2 separate regions of the Salmo salar genome follow, and region 2 is linked to region 1. A link is a contact called in public Hi-C data. All regions are on one chromosome and are shown on one strand. The core of a region is the stretch at or near the end of the contact, and the rest is flanking DNA. Distances in the headings are between cores, read along the strand shown.

What was found. A called contact is a pair of places that touch in the nucleus more often than the background predicts.
Region 2: a Hi-C map of gill shows a contact between it and region 1, with 5 times the contacts expected there. The contact joins the enhancer-like site here to the promoter of LOC106578551 in region 1. A contact is called at or near these places in 2 of 3 Hi-C or Micro-C datasets (gill and muscle).

Annotation. Positions count from the first base shown.
Region 1 is chrssa19:18,846,017-18,852,752 of Ssal_v3.1, forward strand. It overlaps LOC106578551 (BMP and activin membrane-bound inhibitor homolog), which reads left to right and starts at 3,710. Exons shown (of 3, transcript XM_014157506.2): 1 at 3,710-4,252; 2 at 6,144-6,422. The coding sequence starts at 4,177. It overlaps LOC123728958 (a long non-coding RNA gene), which reads left to right. Exons shown (of 3, transcript XR_006760645.1): 2 at 775-890; 3 at 950-1,078.
Region 2 is chrssa19:19,090,086-19,096,598 of Ssal_v3.1, forward strand. No RefSeq gene overlaps it. Among protein-coding and RNA genes, the nearest start is that of LOC123729052, 23 kb to the right of the region's middle. Within about 2 kb of position 4,531, at least 1 of the 13 cell types and tissues checked has an H3K27ac peak or open chromatin away from gene starts, as enhancers often do. A contact at or near this core is called in gill, where this site is marked.

The DNA of each region.
Region 1 (6,736 bases), core at 2,460-4,959:
CGGTTGACAGTGAGAGGACGTTTCTTTTTTTGTTGAGTTTATATGACATACATGTATGTTTTATGAAATCCTTATGTAAGGTGATGAAACTTTGTCGCGTGCCGAATACAAGAAGTGTAGACCTTACAGTGGAATGCTTACTTACAAGCCCTTAACCAACAGTGCAGTTCAAGAAAGAGTTAAGAAAATATTTACCACATAAACTAAAGTAGTAAAATAATAAACAATTAACACAATAAAATTTAAAAAAGAAGGCTATATACAGAGGGTACCTGTACCGAGACAATGTGCAGGGGTACAGATTAGTCGAGGTAATTTGTGCATGTAGGTGGGGGTGAAGTGACTATGCATAGATTATAAACAGCAAGTAGCAGCAGTGTAAAAAAAACAAATGGAGTGAGGGGCATTTGATTAATTGTTCAGAAGTCTTATGGCTTGGGGGTAGAAGATCCTTGTACAGTGTGTAAATTATAACATAGTAATTAGGCTAATCGTTTTTTTGTCCATCTGGGACCTAAAAATGTCCTACATGTCGAACACACGGATGCACTGTAGATCAGGTCTCTCATAAACCTGTGGTGAAGGCTCAAATACTCACAGTGGGTCCTGTTGGGATCAAAGTCTGCAGGCTACATTCCCAACTTGCTCAATCTTTGAATGTTTGATTAAATTAACTGAGCCGAGGCTACTAATTAACCGTGGATAGCTACCTTCTACCTTTGTAGTACGCAAGAAAGCATTAACAATTAATGGAGCCACCCAATCTTTCCCTAGACGAGACGACCTCAAACTTGATATGACACACACGTCTAAGAGAGGATGAAGACAGAGGTGTCAGAGGATGTCTGTCTTACTCTGCTCCCGTCTCGGCTGGCAGATGGAGACCCTAGGTGAGAGAGACGCGGGGGGGGGTCAGTTCTAAACTGACCTCTTGTTTCTCTCCACACAGGTGAGTGGATCACTGGCCAGAATCCCGTCTGGACTGAAGGGGTCCCAGGACATCCTCTACTTAGTCAGGTAGTCTTCAACTCACCCCCACTTATCTCCCATTCTCTATCTATTGACAGGTAAGTGCCGTCATTCCCTCACAGCCCAAACAATAGCTCTCTAGGCAGGGATCCTGTAGTCAGGCTAAAGAGAACCCAACCAGGCATCACAGACAGACAGGGGCTTGACATTGGCAGGACAAACGGCTGCAGACAGACAGAGCTCTCTGTCCCCGCTCCCCAGCGAAGTATAGTGAATTTACCTCTTTACGCTGATCCTGGGTCAGTTTTGCATTTCCCCCACTAATGGTTAAGATCACGATTGGGAGGGGGAATCTGATCCCAGATCTGTACCTAGGGGAACCTCACCCCGGGGGCCCTCAGACGACTAGCCCTATACACACCCTTGTTGTCTCTGAGTCACACCTCCAGGTGTGGACAGTTTAATGGTCAGCAACATGAAAAGCCCCAGTCTGACCAGCTCACCGACACTGATCACCTCAGCATGAAAACACACACTGTTTTGTTTTCTTACCTGTTCTCTTTTTTGATTATGCAGTCAATCTATCTACTAGGTTTTACCCCAATAGCTGGGACTGACTGGCCATCATGGGACAGATGGGGGACACGTACAGAAATAACATGGCATAGTTTGTCCTGTCCATACTCAGTGTCCTACTTTGCACCAACTGTTTGAAACTAAACAGCTTCTAGTATTATTCAGGCATATTAAAATGACTGAACAAATATTTGAGTTCATTTGATTGATTGGTTTGAGTTGATTTGAGTTAATTGTATTGATTGGTTTGAGTTGATTTTAGTTAATATGATTGATTGATTCATTAAGGCATTTTTCGTGCAAGGGAGTATGTGATCTACAGTTGAGTTTAGACACAAAGGACATTTCACTCTGAGTCAGTAGATGGCGTCAATCGACCATACAGCTGTGATACTGGCAAAATGCCTACCTGTCGTGCATGGAACATGCCATTCGTGATGAATTGATAGAGCTAGAACCTCAATGCCTATTGGATATTATTTTTGTCTGAGAATATCACACCCTCTATTTAATTTCTATGGTTTCTTAGAATTGCTTTTATTTTCGGGAAAATGGCTATTATGTCGAACAGTTGCCCCCAAAAGCCAATAGCCTACACGTAGACTAATTAACCTGAGGGAGAGCATAATTTCAGAGCACAGTAGTAATTTTATGCTTGTTATGGAAAGTTGCAAGGGCTGTGGGAAATATGTAACTAAACTACTTATTGCCACAGTTGTCATTTTTAGAGGCAGAAGAACAAGTTAGGTTTAGTTTGTTGAATAGATTTGGGTGGATGATGATGCACATCAGGGATAGGTCTGGCGCCTCTCAGGAATTACCGACAATTACCGATAATTGCTGTCAATCCAGTTATTTCTGTACGTGTCCCCTTGAGCGGAATCGCACCCCTTTACCCTTTGACACTGAGTCGATGACCATCTATCTGTAGGGCAAATAATTAGGCCTGCGCGTCTCTATGTCTGCTCTCTCTCTCTTCTCCATACTCTATGAAAATTCGTGTCCATTTAGACCCACAAGGCTAAGCTTTTAGAACTATGCGAGTAGGCCTATGACATTTAGCTACCGTCGTGAGAAGGTCGCCGTTGTTGCCCTTTTCTGGGGATTCTGCCTGAAGGGGTTTATAATTACGGGATAGAAACAGGCAAAAACTGCTGCTGCACAGTTATCCACGAGAATGTTTGATGCTATCAGTGCAAAACCTTACCTAGCTGTCATTCCATGTAGCCTGTAATCTCTTTCCTTCACAGAATTCTTAAATAACCAATACCACATTGGTGAATAATGCTTCACCTTTTTCCTGAATTATGTTTGTGTGGTTGTAATCTTTCATTATCCTAACTCAATCAATCAGCCTTTAAAGTAGGTTTTTTTCTTAATTCATTCTTTTAATTTTTCAAACCAAACATCAAACAGTCTGCATCCTAAACAATCAACACCTCAACGGATAGTGACGGTTTTGAGTTGAGCTGGTTGCTTTTGATATCGATCGGAGACCAGTGCTGCTGTGTGTTTTGCATAGAATTGTTGGAGGGTAATTGAGTGTCAGTGTCTGTCTGTCGTCTCAGTGGCGCCATATGCCTTTTTGGATTGCTAATTTCTCTAACCGCCTGTCCGCTCCGCCCATAACATCCATTCTCACAGGCAGAAGCAATCTAGATATCTCCGGGCTGGCGTAGCCTGGGGAACCTGCTCACGATGGCGTCGGCCTGACGAGGCAATGCGGATGACACTATAGCTACAGACAGACATGTACAAATCAGCTAATAGCCTAGTCTGTTTGGAAGTTCACATAGTGTTTGTTTTCATTATTAGGCTATTGAGGTAGAATGTCATCTATGGTTATAGTTTATACACGTTTCTAAGGCATTTATAGGCATATTTGATGCTGCTATTTAATCAAAAACAATGTCGCGTAGCCAACGCCACAGTCTGCAAAAGGAGTGAATCAAACTGTAACAATGTTTCTTCACTTTTACTGTAGCCTAGTCAGCACGATAGACTACATCTCACTATCAGTAAGAGGAATGATAAATTGTGACCGCCGGGTGAACCAATGGAAATGTAAAGTTCATGAAGTATGCTAATTGGGCGAGGGGTGCTCCAATGGGCGCTGGTGGGGCGGAGTTGTGTTACGTAGAGAAGTCTGGCTCGGATATTTCTTCAACTCCAGGTCCACTACCCGAACTCGACTATTGAGGTGTTGGTGCGAGAGTAGACAACATTTTATTCACATTTCGTTGTTTTCGGATTATAAACGTTATGCTTGACCATCATCGCGGATGTGTGTAAAGTCGGATTGGACAAGTAGTCACAACATTTATCCGGTTTTCTACTAAAGGAATGTTTTTTTCTTCCTCTTTTCAGAAACTAACGATACAAGTGTTCCGCATTTCCAGTAGGGCTGTTCAAGTACACCAGTCGGCGTTTAGGCTTTTTCTCATGTAGCCTAGTTTTCCTATGCAGGGAAAAGCCTTTCGTTTTTCGTGTGCTTTTCTTACGTCTTCCGGTGGATTGTGATTGTGGCAACTATTTCTTCTGTAGATTTCATGTAACCGTGTCTTCGAGCTCAGCCCTGCGGGTTTTGGTACTTGGACAAGAGTGACTAAAAAGTTAGGCTACTTGTCGTAAATGGATCGCCATTCCAGTTTCATTTCCATTTGGCTACAACTGGAACTCTGTGCCATGGCTGTTCTTCTCACTAAAGGTAAACTTTGATCCCTTAAAACATGCCTTCATGTACCCTTTGCCTTTTTCTGACCAAAGGAAAAAGTTAAAAAAGGGTGAATGCGAGAAAACAGGGTCAGAACCTCCAAAGGCCTAATCATTGCTTTCTTATCCGTTTCCATTTGCGCAACGTTGAATAAGTCAAATTATTAAACAACGCAGTTTTGTCAACAAAATGACTTTCTCTTCGCTCTCTTTAGTTTTCGAACTTTGATCTTTCCTATAATAAAGAATGATGCAAATTAAACAAAAACGTTTCCGCGCATCCAGGTGGCGTGTTTTCTATAGCTGTTTCTAAATCTCAATAACTTTTAGTTTGTTTAATCTACTATATATTCCAACACAGGACAGGTGCCATAACATTGTTATAACTAAGAAAAACGTAACTTTCTATACAGTTTGTGGTCTGTGTTTTCCCCCATGAGTTCCTATAGCAAGGCCTTAACAGACCGAATGGCCCTAATGTTTCTCATAATTCTCGCGCTAGTGCACATCAATGGGATGTGTGGTATTATGTAGCCTATAGGCAATAGGGTTTAATGTAAATACTTCAACTTGAGTCTCCAAAGTAGAAAGCAAAGCCCAGTAGCTACTACGCTACGGATGTTTGGCTCCTATATATAAAGCATTTGGCAATTACGAGACCATATTTATTAGTTTGTTGCCGTAATGCCATTATAATGTGTTTAGGGCCCTGTCAATGGTCAGCGCATGATTAATAAGATGACAGCATGTAACTGGAGACTGGAAGTAGACAAAAAACATCGTGTAACAACATACAACGGCTGTGTTTATTTGTGTGCGTCTCTGTGTGTGTTTTTGGGGGGTAGCTGTCTTGTAACAATGTTAATTAGCCTTTAACTAGTAAAGCTATGGATTTATATTGGAAATTATAACAGGTCGATACAAATAGCTTGTGCCATATTTAACTTGTTGAACTCCATAAAAATGTTTTCAGTCATTTCAAATAATCTGACTATAAGTGAAACGCTATTCGTAGCATTTGCTGAGCGTTTTTAGCACATTATTTGTTGCGAAAAAACGAATAATATCAAGGTTGTTTGGTGGAAGCTTTTGAGATGAGAAGCCGAGAGAGCTCATTGCGCCCAGCCCGTCCTGACCACACTAATTCTTGCGTGAAAGCTAAAAAAAGGAGACTCCTGGGCTGCTCTCTCACCCCCTTTTACGAGTTTCCATTTGGGTTGAAAGAAAATTGACTTTGGAAAACAAACCACTAATTATAAGATACACGGTTCCTGTTTTATAATAGGGACGGACTAAAAGGACCATTTTGCACGGAAAGGGCTTAACCTCGGCGTATGTGCTGCATTTCATTTGAACACGTCTACTTCTCAAAGTCTTTCAGGGGTTACCTTGTCATTTACATGCGTTTTGCCAATGTCAGTTCAGATCCGACTAGACAGTCTTTAAAAGACAAGTAGTCTGGTTTTCGATTAAAATGTCTAAATAGCAAGTTGAGATCATTATTTGGTTTTAAAAGTAAAGTAGATATGCTATTGGCTTATGTTATTCTTGGATATAACAGCCATGTGTGTGTGTGACTATATCAAATATCTATCTGAGAAGTTAATAACATTTCCACAAATTTGACTACGAAACGCAAGATTTCTCCCCTGTTGGAATATGTTTTGATTTCCCAAACTGCTGCCCAGTTAGAAAAGGCAGGCCTTGTACGCGGAAAAGTTTCAAAGCACAAACAATTTCATTGAGACGTTATTACTAGATAATATGTAGAATGTGTGGTCAGTTATTCTTGAAATGTTGGAGAATAGGCTACTACTTAGCCTACAACACTTCATAAACGAATCAAGTAGGCCTATGACTAACGCGTCGTATTTCTTTTCTTTTAGGAGAAATACGGTGTTACTGTGATGCCCCCCACTGCGTGGCCACGGGCTACATGTGTAAATCTGATCTAAACGCCTGTTTCACCAAGGTGCTGGACCCAATGAACACGAACTCTCCCCTCACGCACGGGTGTCTAGATCCCGTAGCGAACGCTGCCGACATATGCAGCTCTAAGAACACAAATGCCCTGAGTGAGGGTTTGTCTATGCTGGAGTGCTGTCACGACGACATGTGCAACTACAGAGGCCTTCACGACCTGGCTCACACTAGAGAATCAACAGGTAAGAAAAGAAGAGAGAATCAAAACATGAAATGGCTCTGACTGGAAACATTATGGGTATTATTTTATATTCTGTTCTATGAGGTTTCTAATGTGTGACAGACAGAGCAACCTAACTGACAATATCTAGTGTAGCCTATTCAGGTCACCTCCTCCCTGTAATATTCTGAAATAGTGTTTAAATGTACCATAGCCCTATACTGTAACTGAATCAAGCACAGAGGTTAGTTTAATGGTCTTCTGTAATGCATACACCTTTTTCTAATTCCCACCTTTACACAGCTTCAGTTAGCTTTTTTTATGGGTTGCAGCACA
Region 2 (6,513 bases), core at 3,281-5,780, 240 kb after region 1:
GTATAGTCTTAAACCAATGTTTAATGACTTAACCCCCCTCTCATATGATGAGTGGTATAGTCTTAAACCAATGTTTAATGACTTAACCCCCCTCTCATATGATGAGTGATATAGTCTTAAACCAATGTTTAACGACTTAACCCCCCTCTCATATGATGAGTGGTATAGTCTTAAACCAATGTTTAACGACTTAACCCCCCTCTCATTTGATGAGTGGTATAGTCTTAAACTAACGTTTAAAGACTTAAACCCCCCCTCTCAAATGATGAGTGGTATAGTCTTAAACCAATGTTTAACGACTTAAACCCCCCCCCTCAAATGATGAGTGGTATAGTCTTAAACCAATGTTTAACGAGTTAAGTAAAACAACCAAGCTTTAACCTTTGCGACCAAGCTTTAACTTCCTGACTGATGTCTTGAGATGTCGCTTCAATATATCCACATCATTTGCCTTCCTCATGATGCCGTCTATTTTGTGAAGTGCACCAGTCCCTCCTGCAGCAAAGCACCCCCACAACATGATGCTGCCACCCCCGTGCTTCACGGTTGGGATGGTGTTCTTCGGCTTGCAAGCCTCCCCCTTTTTCCTCCAAACATAACGATGGTCATTATGGCCAAACAGTTCTATTTTTGTTTCATCAGACCGGAGGACATTTCTCCAAAAAGTACAATCTTTGTCCCCATGTGCAGTTGTGTAACCGATGTGAAATGGCTAGCTAGTTAGCGGGGTGCGCGCTAATAGTGTTTCAATCGGTGACGTCACTCGCTCTGAGACCTTCAAGTAGTTGTTCCCCTTGCTCTGCAAGGGCACGGCTTTTGTGGAGCGATGGGTAACAATGCTTTGTGGGAGGCAGTTGTAAGATGTGTGCAGAGGGTCCCTGGTTCGAGCCCAGGTAGGGGCGAGAAGAGGGACGGAAGCTATACTGTTACAGTTGCAAACCATAGTCTGGCTTTTTATGGTGGTTTTGGAGCAGTGGCTTCTTCCTTGCTGAGCAGCCTTTCAGGTTATTACATTTGACATTTTAGTCATTTAGCAGACGCTCTTATCCAGAGCGACTTACAGTCGTGAATGCATACATTTCATAAATTTTTTTTTCCTGTGCTGGCCCCCCGTGGGAAACGAACCCACAACCCTGGCGTTGAAAACACCATGCTCTACCAACTGAGCTACAGGGAATGTTGATATAGGACTCGTTTTACTGTGGATATAGATTATTTTGTACCTGTTTCCTCCAGCATCTTCACACAGTCCTTTGCTGTTGTTTTGAGATTGATTTGCACTTTTCGCACCAAAGTACATTGATCTCTAGGAGTCAGAACGCGTCTCCTTCCTGAGCGGTATGGCGGCTGCGTGGTCCCATGCTGTTTATACTTGTGTAGTATTGTTTGTACAGATGAACGTGGTACCTTCAGGCATTTTGGAAATTGCTCCCAAGGATGAACCTTGTACTCCCGGCCGTACATCAGCTAGGGCAAATTTTGAGGAATTTGTTCCTATTTAGCAATACTCAATACCGATCTACTTACGTTGTAATTACACATTGAGTGGTGTGTATACTAATAAAGAGGATTCACAATGTTGAATAAACCCTGTGTTGCAATTTTTACAAAATAAAGTGGAAATGTGCAATATTTGTGAATGGAACAAAGTGCATTGAAATCTGAAATCATCTGGTGGTTTTGAGAGAATTGTTGTCATGTGTTCAAGCACATGTAAATCTTCCCAACGGACGCAGACGTTTAAACCAGGACACTCACGTTGTTCGCTCACACACACACTTACACAGAGAGAGAGAGGGAAAGAGAGACATACCCCAGAGCCCAGACAGAGACAGTATCGTCTGTCTTCATAATGTCCCAGGCGGTATATGAAAACAGTGATTCAGTGAATTATTTTTATGACGTAATGGTATCGAGAAGTCGAACACAGCTTTTCATTCAACATTGAATGGCTGTCTCTTATGAGAGAGCTTTTTTATTTGTCTTTTTTAAAGTTTTTTTTGCCGCAAGCTTACAATAAACACTTTAATGACTAGTTCAAACAGCACAGTCACTCTTTGTTAGCTAGAGAAAATGCCACTCATTCCACAACTGAATGCTTTGCCTCTTTTTATATACAGCATCTCTTCTACCAGTTGTGACCAGTGGCTGAGCACTGCAGTATCGTATTTCCTGCTTGTTATTGTACAGATGAAACCATCTCCCTAGAGCTAAATTCCAAAAGGCATCCTATTCCCTTTATAGTGCACTAGTTTTAACCGAGGCCCATGGGGCTCTGGTCAAAAGTAGTGCACTTCTATAGAAAAAAGTGTGGCATTTGGGACGTAGACATAGTCTATAAAGAGCATGCATTTATCCAGATGCAAACATTTTAATCATTTCGGAGTTTGTTGGTTGGAAATATATGGGCTGGCGAGTGTACTCCCTCCTGCTTCCCCTAAAGAAGAAATGTAATGTGACCTTGATTTGACTAGCCGGGCCGGCAGAGCAGAGTGGCAATGCGGTTGGGTTCTATGTGGGCCCTGCCTGGTGTTACATATATGTGGAGACAACCGTGGCCCCAAATTGTCTCCATGTGGATCTGATTATGTACAGTAGATGAGAAAGAGAGAGAAAGACACAAAGAAAGAGAGAAAGAGAGAGTAATGGGGAGAGAGGGAGAGAAAGAGAGAGAGAGCCCTGATCCTATGGCAGCAGTCAGGCCCCGGAGAGAGAGAGGAGAGACAGGGACATGAGGGTGGCACCAGGGTCTGGGACCATCCCCATCATGGTAAGGTACATGTAGGCTACCCACACAGAACAAAATTAAGGTTCTTAAATTATTCTTCCTCTGCTCTTAATGTTCCTAGGAGAACTCTTGCCTGAAAAATAACCTTTGAGTTAATTGTGGGATTCTTGATGTGGCATCTACGGTTCTTCAGAATTCTAAAAGGTTTTTGAAATGTATGGAAACTTGCAGATGTGTCCCTTTCATAGCACACAGAAAATTGTCCAGTGTTAACAAGTGTTGAATTCTCAATGTAACATTTCAAGTCTTGAGTCAAGAGTAAAATTAACACTCAGTGGTGTAAAAGAAACCCAATGTTGGTGTTAATAACCAGAGTTGAACCAAAGCCACACCCATCACTATCATACTTCCCAGCATGCTCTATTGCAGGTAGATTTTTTTAAATAGTTTGTTTCAACATCTATGTTTTTGATTGATTCATCTTATGCTACTTAGATATAAATAGCATACATTTTCCTAAACTATTCCAATCTGTTACTTGGACTTAATGCACCCGTTTTACTTAAACGGTTGTTCCAGTTTAAATGTTTAAGATAGTCTCATATATTAGTCTTCCCAACCCTGGCAGTCATTTTGAATGCAGGTTGCGGATGAATAAAAATTCTAATGTTGGATAGCCCCGCTCTGGCTGGATTCCAATATGAATTACACTTCACTTTGCAAGCCAGAATAATGTGACTTGCATTCCTGATGTGGCCTGTAAACAATGAGTTTCAGGCCACTGTATAAGGGTTAAACAAGGCCCTTAAAATAAGGCCTTATGAAATATGTATTGTCTTAAAGACTGCAATTTTAATGACAACAACATATTCATTAGGATATCACTTGGTGAAGGCCACAGGACTAAAAATGAATGAATGCAGCACATCGCACACTGGGAAATATGCTTAAATCCCTACAGCAAGGCTATTCAATTCTGGTCCTGGAGGCCCTAAACATTTCTTCTTTGGATTTTGTATAGTTCTTCTTCTTCTTCTTCTTCTTCTTCTTCTTCTTTGGTATTATGGCGGTCCATAAACAAATGTTATAGGTGCATGCCGCCACCTACTGCATTGGCTGTGTATTGGCAGTGTTCTTCAGTGACACTAAAATGGTTCCCCTACTGCATCGCTCTCAAGAACCTGATTTGGTTCCAATGTGCACCTTTATTTTCAAGAGTGAACAGTACAGTTCTCAAAGTGAAGTTGAATCACCATTTTCACTCAAGGTGTAAAAAAATATGAACTTACAGAGCCAAAAGTTTTACGAATGCTTATCTGAAAAGGCTTTCCTCTCAAAAGTTCCATTACATTTCCCTAATCATTCAAGTCTGTCAAGTAGTAACCAACACAATAATTTATTTGACTTAAAGGAGCTAGAATTTAAGTAACTAATCTCTTTGTACTTTGGGGAGAAGGGAGAAACCAGGCTGACCCATAGCGTGACAGTGGTCTATAAATAATCTGTCAATTGTTGTTCTTCTCTTGGAGGACTGTGTGGGATTCCTCAACATGCCATCACACTCGGCAGTGGGATTAGACACATTTGACGTAGAGTAAAGTTATGTTTTTACCTGGGATGTGCCAGACATCAGAGCGAGAGATCTCTTTGATGGGGGCTGAGACTGATAAAAAAGTGTTTTCTGTCTGTCACTGTTCTCTTCATGTTGGTCTGATGGTTCCCTGATCCGTAGAGAGAGAGAGAGAGAGAGAGAGAGAGAGAGAGAGAGAGAGAAAAAAATATCCTTAACTGCTTGTTTCGGATGCAGAAGGAGTGTGTCACGCCCTGACCTGAGAGAGCCGTTTTTCTCTGTTTAGTTAGGTCAGGGTGTGACATGGGGTGGGCATTCTATGTATTGTATTTCCTTGTTTTGGCCGGGAATCATACTTAGGCAGCCTTTTCCCACCTGTGTTTGTGGGTAGTTGTTTTCCGTTTAGTTTTTGTTGCCTGATGGAACTGCTTTTGTTTTGTTTCTTTGTTTAAGTGTTTTGTTATAGTAATAAATATGAGCACTTACCACGCTGTGTTTTGGTCCCCTTCTCATTACGATGAAAGCTATTACAGAGCGTCAATTTCTGCAATGAATTCGTGAGACCTTATTGGGGAGGTAGGGAGGGCAAGCGAGAGAGGACAGGACGTGGGGGAGAGAAGAATGTGTGTCGGCTAAACGTCTTGATAAATATTGTGCTGGTGTTTGTGTTGTACCAGATACAATCAGACGAGGGGACTGGGGTGGCTGCCAAGCTGCCTGCCATATCACTGAGATAGAAAATCAGCAGCCTATGAGACTCACTAGATTAGAAGCTGCTAAAAGAGCAGAAAACATCTCAGAAATGTAATGTAGACACGTACAGTCCTGGACAATACTGAGAAATGCCATGTATGTCCCAAATGGCATCATATTCCCTATTTAGCGCACTACGTTTGACCAGAGCCCTATAGGTAATGCACTAAATAGGAAATAGGGTGCCATTTGGGACACATTCTACGTACAGACCAGAAATGAAAGAGAAGCAAGAATAAAGAAAACATCTTCCTGCAAATTACTGTTCTGCTTCCTGTCTCCATTAATGTGACAAGTTATTACCATATAGTGGTAAAATAAAAGTCTTCCATACTTTTCAAGAACCTTTTAGAATTCTGAAGAACCGTAGATGCCACATCAAGAACCCTACTCTAAACTCAAAGGTATTTTTCAGGCAAGAGTTCAGATTAAGAGCTGAGAAAGAACCATTTAAGAACCTTTATTTACTTCAGTGTAGGTAACCTACCTGATCATCCTGGAGATGGACCTAGATCCTGGTGCCACCCTCATGTCTCTCTCCGGGTCATGGTACTGGTGACGTCACCCTATCTAATTTTAATACAACAATGGTAACATGATATTCTCTTATCTCATTTAAATAAATACCACCAACAACAGAGAAGGCGTGTTTGCAGAGGGGCTAGATAGCTACTCTACTGGTGCTAAAATTTGACTGTAGGGTGTCAGAAAATTTTATTAAAAGTTTACCTTATTCATCTATGGCAAAGATACTTACACGTTTCTCCTTTCATCTGTGTCTGGTGTAGAGGTCGACCAATTAATTAGCATGGCTGATTAATTAGGGCTGATTTCAAGTTTTCATAACAATCGATAATCGATCATTTTGGACATCGACATGTACGATTATATTGCGTCAAAAGGACCTTGTGGCTGCAAGGAGCCAAGGCAAGTTGCTAGCTAGCATTAAACTTATCTTATAAAAAACAATCAATCTTCACATAATAACTATCATCAACACATGGTTGATGATAATTCTAGGTTAACTAGCTTGTCGTGCGTTGCATATAATCAATGCGGTGCCTGTTAATTTATCATCGAATCACAGCCTACTTCAACTTCGCCAAACGGGTGATGATTTAACAAAAGCGCATTCGCGAAAAAAGCACAATCGTTGCACAAATGTACCTAACCATAAACATCAATGCCTTTTTTTAAATCAATACACAGAAGTATGTTTTCTCAATCCTGCATATTTAGTTCAAATAAATGCATGTTAGCAGACAGTACAAAAAACAAAACAAAACAAAATAAAATAATGAAATGTATGCATTCACTACTGTAAGTCGCTCTGGATAAGAGCGTCTGCTAAATGACTCAAATGAATGTAAGCAGACAATATTAACTAGGGAAATTGTGTCACTTCTCTTGCGTTCAGTGCAAGCAGATTCAGGGTATATGCATTATGATATAACATTGAAGG